Regions from separate parts of the Oryctolagus cuniculus genome. Here region 1 is linked to region 2. A link is a contact called in public Micro-C data. All regions are on one chromosome and are shown on one strand. The core of a region is the stretch at or near the end of the contact, and the rest is flanking DNA. Distances in the headings are between cores, read along the strand shown.

What was found. Hi-C and Micro-C count contacts between places; a contact is called where the count stands out from the background.
Region 1: a Micro-C map of ear pinna shows a contact between it and region 2, with 8 times the contacts expected there. The contact joins the promoter of LMOD3 here to the enhancer-like site in region 2. A contact is called at or near these places in 2 of 6 Hi-C or Micro-C datasets (ear pinna and an unstated tissue).

The regions. Positions count from the first base shown.
Region 1 is chr10:80,209,350-80,212,203 of mOryCun1.1, forward strand. LMOD3 (leiomodin 3) reads left to right here and starts at 1,288. Exons shown (of 4, transcript XM_008260919.4): 1 at 1,288-1,751; 2 at 2,244-2,544. The coding sequence starts at 2,254. It overlaps LOC138844081 (a long non-coding RNA gene), which reads right to left. Exons shown (of 2, transcript XR_011379486.1): 2 at 2,243-2,854.
Region 2 is chr10:79,918,594-79,921,293 of mOryCun1.1, forward strand. All of the region lies in intron 2 of FRMD4B (FERM domain containing 4B), which reads left to right. Among named protein-coding and RNA genes, the nearest start is that of FRMD4B, 120 kb to the left of the region's middle. Within about 2 kb of position 1,353, at least 3 of the 8 cell types and tissues checked have an H3K27ac peak or open chromatin away from gene starts, as enhancers often do.

The DNA.
Region 1 (2,854 bases), core at 38-2,537, 290 kb after region 2:
TCCTCTGGGTTTCTCACATGGATGCAGGAGCCCAAGCACTTAGGCCATCTTCTACTGCTTTCCCAGGCCACAACAGAGAGCTGGACTAGAAGAAGAGCAGCCGGGACTCGAACTGGTACCCATATGGGATGCTGGTCCCTCAGGTAGACTTTAGCCCTCTATGCCACAGCGCAAACCATTTTTGAAATCTGTACATTGTTTTTTTCACATTACAAACTTTAAATGGAATTTTTAAACACTTGATGGGTTTTGGATTTTATTTTTGCATCAGTAAATTTAGCTGTCTATTTTCCATGAATTGTTTGGAGTACCCTCATATTTAGTTATAGGGATTTTTTTAATAGAGGGATATTTATTAAAGATCTGCTTGTGCTTATGAGAATTGAAAACAGTCTAAATGGTATTGTTAAATAAACTCTAAAATTTATTTTTAAGGTATTTATTTGAAAGGCAGAGTAACAGGGAGGTAATGAGAAAGATCTTTCATCTGCTGGTTTACTCCCCAAATGGCTGCAACAACTGGGGTTGGGCCAGGCTGAAGCCACAAGCCTGGAACTCCTTCTTGGGCCCCTATATAGGTGGCAGGGGCCCACACGCTTGAGTCATCACCCACTGCTTTCCTAGGCACATTAGCAGAGAGCTGGATTGGAAGTGGAGAAGACAAGACTCAAACCAGCACCCTGATTTGGGATGTAGGCATTATAATTGGTGACTTAACCCACCACACTACAACACCGGCCACTCTACAGCCTCATAGACGACAGCTACTTATAGGAAGCTCTTAAAAATTATTTTGTAGTAGGATATACAGTTGCCTAGAAAAAGAAATTCTGATTTTGTCTGTCAGATAAACCAGATGACAGAGTTGATGTGCCCAAAATAAATTATTGGACATATAAACCAAAATGCTAATAGGGTAGCACTTAGTGGTGAGATAAGGGGGAAATTTTATTTCCCGTGTACCTCTACCATCCATGTTACTCTTTTAAAAAAGAAAAGTGTATATCTGAGTAAATATTATATTCACAAAATTCAAAGTTTGGAAGTTATAAGAGGGTATTCTGTAAAATCTTTTTCCCAGCCCTGTCTCCACGACAATGTATTTCTCTTTCCAAATTATCCAAGGTTTTTGATTTCCTGTGTATCTTCCCAAGGATATGGTGTGTTAATAACTTGGATTGGTTTTAGCCTCTGTCACAAATATTATGCAATACACACTGTTTTGTACTTTGCTACACTGAATAACCTTGTACACCTGTCATTTTACCTCATGTCAGACTATACCTAGAGGATACATTTCTGAAAGTGGAATTCTGAGTCAAAAGAAATGGGCCTTTGTTTTTTGGATAAATACAGCCATGTTGCCCCCTAAGGTAACAGAAAAAAATCTTCCGGGGGGTTCTTCTAGTACTTTAATGGCTTGAGGTTTTCTCACATTTCACTAGAGATCCATTAAAAGTTTTCCTGGCTTAATGGATACTTAACAAGACAAACAAATTATTTAAAATATTAAGCTCCCCACTCATAGTGGAAATTCAAGTGCTGGTCATCCCCATCAGTTAGATCATAGGATCTAGATGCAAATAAGGACATCTTGCGGAAGGTTCAGCTTACACCGTGTCTGAATAACAGCGGGAGCTGTGCTCCACTGTGCTCTGCCCGGTGCCATTCTGCCGACTTCCAGGGTCGCGCTGCAGTGCAGAGGCTTGATTGCCGCGTTCAAGTGGATTTTTCGACAGTAGAGAACTCAGGTCGGTGACTGGATCTCCGTTCTCAAGGGCCGTAAGTTATTTGACTCGTTTCAATACAAAGCAGCGGCTCTCCTGGAGTGCATAGGTATGGCCGGGGTGAGGGGTGTGTGGCTATGTGAGAACGCACGGCTGGGGAACTAATTTTACTCCTGTGGACTTTGTGGAGACCTGTTACTCACTGGCAAACACCAGCAGCTGGACTGAAATGTCAGACGGATTTGCACAGCTGACTCAAGTTGCCGAAAAGAGAGCAGCATAGTAGTTCCATAAATCGACCCCCATCCAGCCAAACCCTGCTTAATATAGATCCGGCCCCAGCTCAGCCCTACTCACTCCTAGCTGCTTAGCAAACACCACTGAGCTTCTTGGGAAAAAGACAGCTCCAGGGTGGGTTGACCTGGGACCTCTGCTGTCTGCTGGACTTTGCTGAGGTGCTTGCTTGCTGCTGCTTTGTGAAAGTCACCTCTGATTATCTCTTTTCTCGTCATATAGAGACAGAAGCATGTCGGAAGCCAGCAGGAATTCCGATGAGGAGCTCCTTGATGGGGAGATCGATGAAGATGCCATCTTGGCCAACCTGTCCCCTGAAGAGCTGAAAGAACTGCAGTCGGAAATGGAGGTCATGGCCCCGGACCCCCACCTGCCCGCGGGAATGATTCAGAAAGACCAGACGGACAAGCCCCCGACGGGAAGCTTCGACCATAAATCACTTGTTGATTACATGTATTGGCAGAAGGCGTCCAGACGCATGCTGGAAGACGAGCGCGTTCCTGTCACCTTTGTGCAGTCGGAGGTAACCAGGGATTTGGTGTGCGGCAGAGAAATGGCTGCCGGGGCCTGGGCCCGCAGGTGGGGGCCTTGTGGCTGTGATGTCTCCTGGCCCCAGGGTCTTGCCTCTCCTGTGCTAAATAATCGCGTTAGGTCCTGCTCCACGCTGGAACTTTCTGAAACACTGACATGGTACAGCTGTGAGGGGAAAGTTGGTCACTTCTTGCAAGTGTCTTTTTAAATTTTTTTTTAAAAGATAACTTCAGGGTTTGCTGGAAAGGAAGACCTTTATTTTATAGATATGCTACTTACTGATTTGAATCAAAACCCAAAAG
Region 2 (2,700 bases), core at 103-2,602:
TTTAGATTGAGTAGAGGTGAGATTTGGGTGGAAGGCCAACAGGGTCAATATTTAATTTTTAAATTGTACATTGGAAGTGAACTTTCGCCTGTGGCCAGTGGGGGGTGCTGTGTGAACAGAGTAACTCTTACAGTACCACCTGCAGATGACAGTGTCTCGCTACAGCTCAGGGGAGCGTGATCTGAAAGTAATGAGCAGCAAGTTCAGCTCTGCTGTTAATTCTGGAGCTTGTGTCTCCTGTGAAATTTAACTCCATCCCCATTATTATGTCAGCAGAATTGATGAACATTTATCAAATGTCCTCTCTGACCAGGGCACTATTGAGTGTAAAAGACGTGCGTGCGGAATTTAAGGAAGAGATCACACTGAAGCTTTGGATATTGTGACGCAAGCATTATGGAAATGCCGTAAATGGTAGATTAGCTATTGATGAGAGATAACGGTGCTGTGGAAAGCTGTGAACAATGATGAAAGTCTTTGAAAGCAAAAACGTGTCTCCCACCTTCTATTTGCCTAAGTCACCATCGGTGGGAGAGAGCAAGGGGTTGGGGCTGGTGTGCAAGAAAGCCAGAGGGCCGCACTAGGTAGAAGTAAAAGGCTGTTATAGTGCCACTGCTGATTCCCAAGAGGTAAAGTTAGTATCATCAGCATCTATGATTTTTGAGATTGCTTCTGCTTCGTTTGTGATCTAGGATCTTTCTTTCATTCTTTCAGTCTTGCCTCTTGAAATTAGCTTCAGAGATTAACTCAGAGTCTCTAAGCAAATTTTAAATTCATCTTTTAATTTTTAAAGAGATTGCCTTTACAAGTATTTCGACTATGAATTTTCATGTTGGGATTTAAGGCATTTAACCTATGTCTTGACATCAGCTTATTTATCATCTAAATAATTCCAATTTGACAATCTGGTAAGAGAAATAGATATCATTTCTTTAATATGTATTTTTGGTTATCAGTGAAGTCAAGGATTTTTTTTCTTAAGACTTATCAGCCGTTTATATTTCTTATGGAAATTGCCTCTTCCTGGCCCTCTTTTCCTATTGATTTGTCTATCACATTAATTAATTAAGACAAAATTAATTTGGGAGTGTTAACAAGCCCTATGTTTTGATAATACAATCATGATTCTAAAGTAGTTCCAGATAATTGGAAAATGTGAATGCGTGGCTTCTGCCTCATCCTTATGGTTGGTGTTGTGGCTGATAGACCATTCTCAATGTTCCTTCTTGGCTGGCCCTGAAGTCCCTGTCTGCCTTGTGACTATTCCAAAGGCTGCAGAGCAGGTGTCTCTGATGTCGGTGCAGATTCCTAGAAAAAAGGCAGGTGGCGCTGTTGAACAGTCCTCCTGGACCCTGGCGTCTGGCTGCTAAAGAGCACCGTTCAACTTACAGTCTAAAGAGAAGCCGTCTTATTCTCCCATCTGTCTCGGTAGTGACTCACTCATTTCTGCATCTCGCACAGAAATGAAGAATTCATCATTACTTAACGATGAATTGTTGAAATGTTAGTTTGATGACTTGCAAAGTGCATTTTGCACGTTTGCTTGTTTTGTTTCTTTTATTACCCAGGATGCTAGAATAAGTCATGAGTGATTGACTTGGCCACAACAGTAAGGCTCTTCCATCCAAAGTTCTGAGAAAAATGCACTTTATGAAGAAATTATGCATGGATTTTAAAAAATTGTACCAAAACAAGCATCTCTTTTAATTCCATTTTCCATGAAGATTTTGAAGTAACCTGGCATAATTTCTCTTAGGGCCAGGCTTTCAAAAAGAGGACCCTTCTGGTAAGCTGGCAAAGCATATGGGTCCTTTGTCAGAAAAACGTGTTTTAATTAAATTATATGGAAATATAGTTACTAAAATGTTACACACGCTTGTGATAAAAACAAAGGTTCTTATTAATTCCATAAAAAGCATGTTCTAGAGATGGGTCTTGCTAACTATCATAGTGTCAACGTTGTTAAGAATATAAATAATATTTTGCAATATAGGCAGTTGTGATGATGTGATTAAAAAAAATCTGTGATTTCCATTGGTGACTGAGTCACAGGCACTGCTAATATTTCCATAGTTTATTATGAACATGTATAAATCATGATGTGTTCTTGAATTCTGTGCAAGGGTCTTTGGAGGTTATGGATGCCTAGCTAACCTCCCCTGGTCCCTGGGCTAGGATGGAGACAGGGATGTGTTTTAAAGGGATGCAAAGGAATTTTATGAAGTTCTAGAAATATTCAGTCTTGATTGTGGTGTTGGGTACATGACTGCCTATATTTGTCAAAAACTTCCAAACTGTACACGAAAAAGGATGAATTTTGTGGTATGTAGAGTAGGCCTTGATTTTTAAAAAGTAAAGAAAGGAAGAGAGGGAGAGAGTGAGAATGAAAGAAAGCAGTAGCGATGCGTTGAGCATTGCTGCCAATGGAAGGAACCCCTGGAAGATCCCTTCTGTTTTGGAGCTGGGTCTCCTGCCCAATTATCAGTGTAACAGGAGGGGTCAAGTGAGAAGACTCTGAAACAAGACTCTCTGAGCCCAAGTTCTGTCTCTGTGGCTCATTTTCTTTGTGACTCTGGGCAAGTTACATCATATCTCTGTGCCTCACTTACTCACCTGTGCCATGAGGGTGGTAATAACCATACCTATTTCATAAAGCTAGTTGAAAATTAATTGTGTCTTATATTTAAAATACTAAGACTG